Linked DNA regions of Astyanax mexicanus: region 2 is linked to region 1. Evidence: chromatin contacts called from public Hi-C data. All regions are on one chromosome and are shown on one strand. The core of a region is the stretch at or near the end of the contact, and the rest is flanking DNA. Distances in the headings are between cores, read along the strand shown. Region 1 overlaps tcf7l2 (transcription factor 7 like 2). Region 2 holds the start of tcf7l2 (transcription factor 7 like 2).

What was found. Hi-C and Micro-C count contacts between places; a contact is called where the count stands out from the background.
Region 2: a Hi-C map of muscle shows a contact between it and region 1, with 19 times the contacts expected there. The contact joins the promoter of tcf7l2 here to the enhancer-like site in region 1. A contact is called at or near these places in 2 of 3 Hi-C or Micro-C datasets (both in muscle).

What each region holds. Positions count from the first base shown.
Region 1 is chr15:31,856,317-31,861,821 of AstMex3_surface, reverse strand. The region is part of intron 5 of tcf7l2 (transcription factor 7 like 2); the gene reads left to right. Among protein-coding and RNA genes, the nearest start is that of tcf7l2, 75 kb to the left of the region's middle. Within about 2 kb of position 2,166, the one cell type or tissue checked has an H3K27ac peak away from gene starts, as active enhancers do.
Region 2 is chr15:31,931,985-31,937,381 of AstMex3_surface, reverse strand. It overlaps tcf7l2 (transcription factor 7 like 2), which reads left to right and starts at 3,285. Exons shown (of 15, transcript XM_049464328.1): 1 at 3,285-4,092; 2 at 4,373-4,439; 3 at 4,643-4,767. The coding sequence starts at 3,904.

The sequences.
Region 1 (5,505 bases), core at 917-3,416:
TTAAAATTGTATTTATTTGATTATATATCTTGGGTTTTAAGTATTGAAATGTTTATATTGTGTTCTTTGCTGTAGTATTATCTTTAGCGGTATATCCGGCAGTTTGTGGTCAGAATTTGGGCTTGTGATTTACGACGGCATGTGTGTGTTTTTGGGTTTAACGCTGTGTGTGTGGTCCGGGATGAGCGCTTTGTGCCGACTCTGCCAGAAATGTGAAAAAGGAGTGTTGGAAGATGCTGTTTGAGATGAATGCTTCTCTTCAGATTTCTGTTGTAATTATTTATCAGGCGGTTCATAGTCTTGGGTTTCTTCCTTTTTCTAAGCAATTTCATTGCTATTTTTTTCTCTGTGGAATAATGAATAATGTCTAAAATTGTACTGGCTGTGAAATTAAATGGAAGACCTCTAGAGACAGGAATAAAGGTTACAATCAAAATCTGAACCTAGAAATTTGTTCAAATTGTGTTTTTGACCCTCTTATCAAAAACTGCTCAAAACGATAGGTCGGAATGATTTCTGTATTCTTTTTTTTTTCTTCCTTCCTATTATTCTTCTTCACACGCACAACGAAATCTTGCTTCATTAAAAGTGTATTAATCTGGATTTTTGTCTCCTGGGAGGCACCTTAAGATGATGTTGTGTCTTTTTCTTTAAATTGTTGAAAAAAAAATCTTGCAGATTTAGTCCCTGTCAGTCAGAAATAATTGTGTGCTTAATCTTGTCCCTGATGGATGACTCGGAGTTCAGCAACGGGCCAGCTCCAATGACAAATACAATATTAATATTCATTAACTGCTTTGACAATGCTAATTTTGATGCAGTAGTAAAGGGCCTTCCAAAGTTAGCGGCCAAAGCATCAGAGCTGCGCAAGGTGGCAAGATAATTTGTGCTGCTTTACTGAGCTGAAAGCTTTTAAAGTCTTAAGCGGGGGAAAAAAACAGAGAGAGGCTAGGTACCACAAACAAAATAAAAGAGAAAGGGAAAAAGTTCAGACGCATTGGAAGCCAGGGCTGCGGAAGTAATACGATCAAGAGACGGCTACAAAATCTGACACCTCCGATGCTGCATCTTTGAGCAAATATTTTTCCTTTTTTCCGAAACAAAAAGTTTCCACAAAAAAAGGATCGGAACATGGTAAGTCAGCACATTCTTGGTTTTGTTTAATCGTTTTGATCTTTTCAATTATCGCCATTTGAAGATCAATAGTGATTTTTTTTTTGCTATGGTTAAAAGGCTCACAGCGGTGGCATGGTGTACGGTCGGATCACGGCTTTAAGAGTGGGCTTCCTCACTTCAAGCCATCAGTTGGCCATGCTTAATTTTCCAATTGCTGGTCCTCCAGAAAGCGGAGCAGCTTGTTTTTAGTTTACAGTTCTTTATTATTTATGGCTGTTGATTTAGGCTCGTTTTTGACTGATTGACTTCAGAGTGTGGGTGCGTTTTCTTTTTTTTGTTGTTTTTTTTTCCTGGTGTCTTTAAAGATAACTGGGATTGTCTTGAAAGTTGGAAAAGCGTTAGTGTGCTTGCATGTGCAGAAGTCTTTTGTTGATAGAAATGTCAGTTTGTCTTTTTTATCCGTTTGCGATCGCCTCTGTCGCCACATCAAAATTGTGCGGCAAGTGGTGCGCGGGACCGCGGGGTGTTTGTGGCGAGGTGTCCGCAGCCAGGCTCGCTCCGGGTCGGATCGGATTACTCACTCTGAATTCCTGCACTTTCTTTCTTTCTTTTTTTTCTTCTATTTTGGTGTTTTATTTTTCCGGACGCTGTGAATGGAGCGTGGCGTTGCGGATTAATGACATGACGAGGGACACCCTGCTGCTCAAGTTTAGCCAAGTTAGGGCAACTCCTATAGAAGGGGCTCAAGTACCTTTATGCTTGGCAAGGCGCGGAAAGGAGAAGGAAAGCCCCTCTCGCTCTCTCCTACTTTTTTGTTGTTCTTTCAACTTTATAAAAGAAAGAGATGGACACAAAAGGATTTATAAAAGGGGATATGAAGATGAGCAACGGGGAGAGGGAGAGAGAGAAAGAAAGAAAAAGAAAGAAAGAAGAGGGAGAGTGCTCCTGTTCTCTCCCGCTAAGCGAGGGAGCGGGCTGAGTGCAGTGAATGAATGGGTGATTGAGGGGGAGCAGTGAGGCTGGGGCTCGGGCTGTTTGCGGCTGAAGCTGAGGCAGGCGGTCAGCGGCGGCCGTCTGAACGCTCTCCGGGCTCTGGGCTCCGGCGAGCGGCTCGGCTGCTGAGTCTGGGTGTCGTGTGTTATCGGCTGAAGCGATCAGGGCTGCAGGGCTGCTGTAGATGAGGTGCTGCCCTCCAGTGGATTAGTGGATGACATCGTGATGTGCATCTTGTTGTAGTCTAAGCACTACTGCGAGTGTCAGCATGCTTGTTTTAACCAGGAACCGAGCAGCATCAGGACCCCATCCCATATAGAGCTCTTTTAAATGGTAAGATCTGATGTTTTTATACTGTATTGCTGTGCTTATTTTGTGTGGTTTTGTTCATTTTGTCAGGTTTAGTTTGTGGGTTGCCAGGTATTTTTCTTATTTTTTCTGTGATTGATATTTAACAGTTTATACCACTTAAGTAGTTAAGTGACAGCTTGGCATGATTTGATAATGAAAGGCAGCTCTGTTTGATTGCATTGTCTGGCAGCTTCACAGCAGCGGCTTAAAAAGCCAAGAAATAGAGTGAAATATTTGAAGACATAATATCACTTTTATTCACAAAAATATTTTTTAACAATTTATTTCAGCATTAATTTGGAAGTAATAAATATTTTTTTCTATTGTAATACATGTATTTTTTTCTTAGTTATATAGATTAATTTTACCTTTTTGCATTTTTTTATTGTTAAAATATAATTCAATATTTCGTTTTTAATAATTATTTATAGTTTATAAATCAAATCATAATTTATTTAGAATGTACTGAAATGTGCATATATAGTTCAAACCTATTTAAGATTTATTTTAGTAGAAAAAGAAAATTATATGGCATCAAAATAATAGTAATAATAACCTTAAAGTAATAGTTATAATAGTATAGTTATTTATAGTTATTTTTAACTTATAAATAATAATATAATACTTAATATAATAATTAACTTATTAATAATATTTTGTATTAATACTGGTAGTAGTAATTATGCTATTATATACCATTGGGAATTTCTGTATTTGATTCTTAATTACACACATTAAATCAACAGATTTGTTATTTTTATTTGTATCTATTTCTACTGTAATCTTCTGTTTTTTTATATATATAATTTACAGATAGTGTTTAGTGTTTGTAAATGTGTGTGTAAGTGAGAAAGTTACTGCATTTGTGTGTGTATTGTGGGATGTTGTACTGTGTGCTGCCGGTCAGGAGCAGTTTACTGCAGAAGTTGCGCCCGGGCACGAGTGTGTGTGTGTAAGAGAGACAAAGGGGTTAGTGGTGGAGCGTGGCTGAATGGAGGGAAGGCAATTAGCTGCCGTGCTGCTGCCGCTCTTTTACTTGTCACGCTGCAGCCGGCTGCTTTTGTGCGAGCGGTGTAGAAGACAGTCGCAGGATTTAGTTTTGCCGTGAAGGGCCTCGGGCGTCTGCCAAAGGCTGGAGAAGAGCAGCAGACACACACTTTACTGCAGTGCTGAAACGTAAAAATGCTCCTAAATTATAGTGTATAAACGTTGTACTCTTTATACATTACTGTAAACTGTCATATATTTAGATTTTTTAAATTTTGTGTAAGAGAAATAATTTTAGCCAGGGGAAAAAAAAAAAGCGCAATGATTTTTGTGATAAAAATGACAAAGCCGATTAAAATATTTACAGCAACTGAGAGGGGGTGGTTGTTTTGACAATCTATAATTTAATTTAATAAAAAATATGAATATCTTTTTCAGCTATTCTTTAAAAACTGTTATTGTAAGCATATTTTTTAATCTAGTTCTTTTTTTGTTTAATTATATAATAATATTGCTGTCACAAAACATACTCATCTCCATTATGGTAACTTTACAATAAATTAAAAAAACTCCTTCATTTGTAATAGAAATCAATGTAAAATGCTCCATTTTAAACAACTATTCATAATGAAATGTTCATAATATATAATGTGTATGTCCAAAGTATAAGCAGGAAAAAGGAAAAAAATATCTCCGCTTTGAATTTGAATTTTTATAATATTCAATGTTTTGTTTCTAGAATTATGCTGTAAAAGCAGCAGATCCAATGAAAAAAATATATATTTACAATGAAAGTCAGTGTAAAAACATTTTATTACAAGTAAATTTTAAGCATTTATATTTATTTATTCAATGTTTAATTCTGATTACCATTTAGATTTTACTATAAGCCTAGAAAAAACGGTATTAAAATATTTAATTCTTAGTTATTTCTGAAGAATTTATGTATAGTAATACACGCCTACATAATCTTGTATAACCAAAACATTAGCCTTTCAGGAGCAATAAAATTTTTTGGACCATGTATCATTCATCATAAAATGTAAATAATAATAATAATAAATAAATAATAATAATATAACTTATTATTATTATTATTATTATTATTATTATTATTATTATTATTAAAATTGGGCTATATAATTTCTGTTGGATTATTAATCATTAATTTTTTAAAGAATGTAAAAAAAAAATGTAATTAATTCAAATTAAAATGTAGATACAAGATGTGACATAGTGGTGAACACACTGTCTCTTTCTTTTTTTTCTTCCCACTGATCAAGCAGCCCGATATGGAGGCAAATCGCACCACAGTTTTGGCATATTTAGAGGAATTTTGTGGAGCAAAGTGAAGTGTGTGTGTGTGTGTGTGTGTGGGGGGGGGGGGGGGTGGGCATTAAGTGAGAAAGTGTGGTAGGTGCAGTGCAGGCCAAGGCCTTGTGCAGTCAGCTTTTTGGCTGGGAAGGGTCTGCAGGTGTTAAGCACAAGCTCTCCTGTATTTACTGCTACTTCTCTGTTTTCTTCTTCTCTATAAAAAGAGTGCAAAAAAGACCATGTCCATGTCAAAGTGAAGACAAATACCCCCCCCCGGAACACCAGCTCCGAGTGGTGACTGTCAGAATGGCACTGTTAAGTGACTGCATGCCGCACTTTGCTGATCTTGCCCTCTCTTTGTGGATGCTGTTGTTGTGTCTTGTTCTTTTTTTTTCTCTCTCTCTCTCCCTCTCTCTGTTTCTCTCTTTGTCTCCTTCACTTGGATTGCTCGCTTTACCTTGTAGCCGAGGTTTTTCAAGCTGCTAGTTCTTCTTTGGGCATCCTGGAGGCACGGCAGAGCCCACACACACACACACACACACACACACACAATCACACTCCTACAAGCTCAGTTTTTCCTTTCTTGTTTTTCCTTACATTTTTTTTGTTTCTTGGTAAGTAGGAAGATTTGTCTGCAGTGGTGTGAAAGCCATCAGGCAGCCCGTTTCTTCTTGCTCTCACATTTCTATCTTTTTCCTTTTAAATTGTTTTTATCTTTACTTCACTCGTGGTTTAAAATTGCTG
Region 2 (5,397 bases), core at 2,036-4,535, 74 kb before region 1:
GCATTAGTCGCCAGATATAATTTATCTGAACCCTTCTGGGGCAGAATGCTAAAATGCTTAGTGGAGCCTCTTTCACAATAGGGAAATTTGCAATTGACTACATGCGAAAAGGTTAAATGCCAAGTTCCACTTGTGAAAGCCAGAAAACTTTATACTGTTTTATTCATCTGGCTTAAAGGGTATCTGGCATAAATCAGGCTGGTGTTGCTATTAAACAGCCTTCTAAAATGCACATATTGTTACTATGAAAACAAGCGGGAAGACCATTAACAGCACCCATAATGTGCTAATTAAGAACAGAACTTTTTCAGGCAGTATGGGAAGGTGCAGGCATTGTGGGTAATTAACTGTTTGCATACTGGCTTGATTTATGCTGCTCTCCTGCAATACCCACTCCAGCGACCAGGGCTCAGCAGGTGCCATCCCAGTTTTCTGAGCAGTGTGTGTGGGGACATTCGGACAGCTGTGCTAAAATCAAAGTCTGAGTGGCCAGTCTTTTTGCCTGGGGTCGAACAGAAAAATTAAGATTTTAATTTCAAGTGCTGGCTGGACCAGTGCTAAGAACATATTCCAGACAGAAAGGCATCCAGATAAAGCTTAACAGAGGTCTAACCTGGGAGATGGCCACGGGTTTAGATTCAGCCCAACTGAAAGCAAAAGGTTTGGCTTCACAAGGCTGACACTACGCACCCAATCTGAGTGAACTCTCAGTAACCTGTGGAGGCAATCCAGGCAGATGCTGGCTAGGAGCTCCACTGCTTTGGTCTGGTATCTGCAGGCTCCAGATTTCTGAGCTAAAAAGCAAGAGAGCATCTTTCTGCTGCTGCTGACTGTACACATTGAGCACTGAGCCTTATCTGTCCATTCTGGCTCAGGCTTTTATCACAGCTGAAGGTGCATAATTAAAACAAGAAAAACGAAGCATGCTGCTTCAGTAAACAAGCAAGAGAAGTGTCATGTGTGTGTGTGTGTGTGTGTGTGTTTTGTTTACTTATGATACTTATGATATATGCAATTACTGTGTCACAATTATGTGACTAATTCCTGTCACATCAAAGCCATATATATCTTTCTCTCTCTCTCTATTTTTAGATTGTATTTTTTTGTTCTGTATTATTTTTACTTAATTGCTTATTTTTACCTCATATAAAATGTGATAATTTGGAATCGAATATTATTATATTCCAATATGCGTAGGATTTATACAAGTTTAGGGTTGTTTCCTTAGGGATGTTTCCTTGTTTCTTATAACAATGGTAAAATACTTGATACTGTATATATATATATATATATATATATATATATATATATATATATATATAGATATTTATTTATTTATTTGTGTGTCTATACTTGCATACATAACCTAGTTTTATTTGTTAATACAATCTAAAATCCCATACTTTTTATTGTATCAAAATTAAAGGTGTTACGTATTTATATAAGCAATCACAATACAAATACATACAACAATGTACTGTGTATATATAACAGTGTTGATGTAACACCTATATAATATCACATGCATTGTGCGGCACAATTGTTCTGCTCCTGTAGGCGTAATTGCTGTGTATATACAGGCTGTTATAGCATATTGCTGTGGATCTGGAAGAGCGTTGGCTGGTACAGGGTAATTACTCCATAGAGCAATCCAAAGGGCAGAAATGGAAATGATACACTGCTCCAAATTAAGTGGGAGTTAAACCTGTCTTTGTGGCCCTCTAATGCCCATATGACTGCTATTGTTTGTGTAGATGAGTCCAGTGTTGCTTTCGAGCAAACTGGACACAGGTTCTCCGAGTAGGAGGTGCTGACTGTATTACATAAAAGATAAATGTTCTGTTTGAGTGAATTATATTTGCAAAATACAATAAGGATTGGGTCAACAAGCAATAGGGCAGAGCGAGCATGCAACAAATATGGAATCGGCAAAGATTAAAAATGACAATGATTTTAAATAATATTTGCAAATAGTGTTGTGTTGGTTCTAATTAATTTGTGGCTTAGATGTCGATGTATTATGTAATTTAAACATATTTTATTTTGTATAAGTGCTTAGAATCATTTACTGTCTAGTAGGGTTGGGCGATATTGTAAAAACAAAATAATCTTGATATTTTTCGAATATATGCGCACCATTTAAATTGATGGCCAAGCCATTGTATCCTTTACATTTTATTTATTTATTTTACAAATAGTAAGTAACCCCCTTCAATCTTACATACAGCTTTTATTTTAAACATGGTGAAAACATAACATCCTTTTATTTTAGTTAAGAACAAGTGTAAATTATGTAACATTTTACATGTTTCGGACTGAAGCAAATGTTTATGTACTATGATTCCATGTAGCAGCTTATATATTTTAAGATGTACAATTTCCATTATCCTTTTTTGAAAATCACATTAATACAGTAATTCAATTAATCAAATTTGTTAGATATTCTATGGATATAGACATTCTATAGACATTCTATGGATATTTTCTACAGTATGTAACAGAGACAAATAAAGAAAAAAACAGAACAACTGCATTTATATATGATTTATATTTACATACTTTTTAAAACACATTTTTGGCAAGAAAAAAAGCAATTTTGCTGGGCACAGAGAATCCAGACCCTTATTCTTTTATTCATCCTGAATGCAGGTAGCCCTCATTAGTCTATCTGGACACTGCCGGCCCCTTCTCTTTCCACACGCTCAGTATAGAACAGGAGCACACACGCACTAGCCTCTATGCCTTTACCTGCATCACCCCTTCAGAAACCTGCTGTTTTTATACTTATAAAAAAAACATTTACATATAACAAAATAGGAATTCAATTTGAATGATCTAAATTAAAACGATTTTGTGGATATAAATTGTTAGAAACTAAAACTGTTTATTGAATCCTTTAATTGATTGAGCTTGATTTTGTTTTTTTGGTATTTTGTTTCATATATAAAAAAAATAAAAATATATTAGCTATAATGGTATCGTTTTAATTAAATAAATGAATATAACCGTGTGCAAATTCATTTCATTGTTTTGCATTATTAAAATCAGGAGTTCCCAGTTTTTTTTTTATTCCTAAAACGGAATAATAAAAAAACAAGGAAGCGAATTTAATTTAATTCCTTTGTATGAGGAGTCCGCCCGTGTGTGTGTGTGTGAGAGTAAGTAAGTGCGTGTGTGTGTGTTTTAGAAACTGGCTGAGTGTGTATTTATTATCTATCAGTCTTTTTCTTTCTCTCTCGCTCTCTCTTTTTCTGTGCAGCTTCCGCCTGCTCCGCCATTCCAGCACTAAAGCAAACAGGGCGACTCTCCTAAACTCTGCTGCTCTTCACCAAAGCTGCCTTTTCCTTCCCTGCTTTTCAAACTAAAGCCTCTCTCTCTTTCTCGCTCTCTCTCTCTCGACTGCTCGTTTCCTCAAGCCCTTTTTTTCTCTCTCGCTCTCTCCCTCTCTCTCCCACACTCTCTCTCTCTCTCTCTCTCTCTCTCCCTCCAATACTTTCCTGCCCCTCTCTATTTATGAAAACGTCACTTCAAGTCCCTCCCTGTTTGAATCTCATTAGTTTCTTGTGTGTTTCTCCCTGTCAATAATCCCGAATCCAGACTCTCTCTATTTCCATCCCTCTCTATCTGTCAATCAGCGCCGCCTTTGAACTGAAAACCACTCCGACCAACTTCAACTCACTCAATCCGAGCGCCTCGGCTCCATCTCCGGCTTCTTTTCCTGCCAAGATCCCCCCTCTTCTTCTTCTTTTTTTGAGTTTTTCTACTAGCCGCCAGAGCTCGGGAAACGCCAGGGCAGACCCCCTGAAAACTACTCCTTAAAAAAAGAGACTCTGGGATTCGGGATCGCGGAGATCAAGGCTTTAAAAACTTTGCGTTTTTCGCCCCCCAAAATTGCTCGGGAAAATGCCGCAGCTGAACGGCGGTGGAGGGGACGATCTGGGCGCGAACGATGAAATGATTTCGTTCAAAGACGAAGGAGAGCAGGAGGAAAAGATCTCGGAGAACTCTTCTGCAGAAAGGGATTTAGCAGACGTCAAGTCTTCTCTTGTGAACGAGTCGGAGACGAACCAGAACAGCTCCTCGGACTCGGAGGTAAGCGGGTAAAAAGTGGAGTAGTGGAGGATCCGAGCGGAGCTCCATATTTTTACTATTATTCCTCCACACACTTCTGCTAGTTCTGCTGCTAATGTTGTTGTTAATGTTAACTTAACTGTTAACCTAGCAACCGTTGTTGTGTGTGTTTTTGGTGGCGGCTAGCTAGTTAAAGCTAAGCCGCGTAGGTAACGTTAGTTAGCTAACTTTACTAACTAATAAAGTCGCTTTTCCCAGCGTGTTTCTAAAGCGCTGTCCCTGTGTTTGGTTGCATTTGAAGGCGGAAAGACGGCCTCCGCCTAGGTCGGAAACTTTCAGAGACAAAACACGAGAAAGTTTAGAGGAGGGTGAGTGAGTCTGCTCTTTTCTCCGCTCTAACTACACAAATAATACACCACACTTCTTTACTCTCTTTTAGCCTCTGTGTTTCATAACACGAGAACCTATCTCGTAGCCTTACTGTGAAAAGTACAAACACACAAAGAGAGACGGAAAGTTTATTTGAAGGTGCCTAAAAGAAAGTTTTCTTCTTTTCCCCCCGCCATGTTAGCTGCGAAAAGGCAAGATGGAGGGCTGTTCAAGAGCCCCCCGTACCCGGGCTATCCATTTATAATGATCCCCGATCTAACGAGCCCCTACCTCCCCAACGGATCACTCTCTCCGACGGCACGCACAGTAAGTGGCTTTATTTCTGTACCCCGTTTCTGTACACACACGTGGACACTCGCAGTCACAGTCACACACACTCGCTCCCACCCCGCACTACTGACACGCCGCGGGCCCGCGGTAAGGCGAGCCGGGCTGCTGGAGCTCAGAGCGGGAGGAGCGAGCCGGGCTGCTGGAGCAGCACAAGTTTGGGAAGTTGTCGCTGAGGTTAGCGGTGCTGCTCCCGCTGTAGGGCATGGCGCTGTACACACTCACTCACTCATCATACACACTCTTATACACACACACACACCGCCTGCTCCACAAACTACAAATAAAAATACAACAATCAGAAACACACACTTTTATTCCTGAACCGCTGCCCGACACGCTAAACACGCACGATGTAAATAATAATAATAAAAATAATAATAATAATAATAATAATAAAACAGAAATACTAGAAATAATAATAATAATAATAATAATAAAAATAATAAACAATAATATACAAATCGGTCACATTTAAATGTGATCATAATGTTGCTGATATTTAAATGATTGTTTTTTTACATTCTAAATTATTATTGTTTATATAAATGCAAAATAATAATTTGTATACATTCTTGCTACTTTTTTTTAAACAAAATGATTTATATG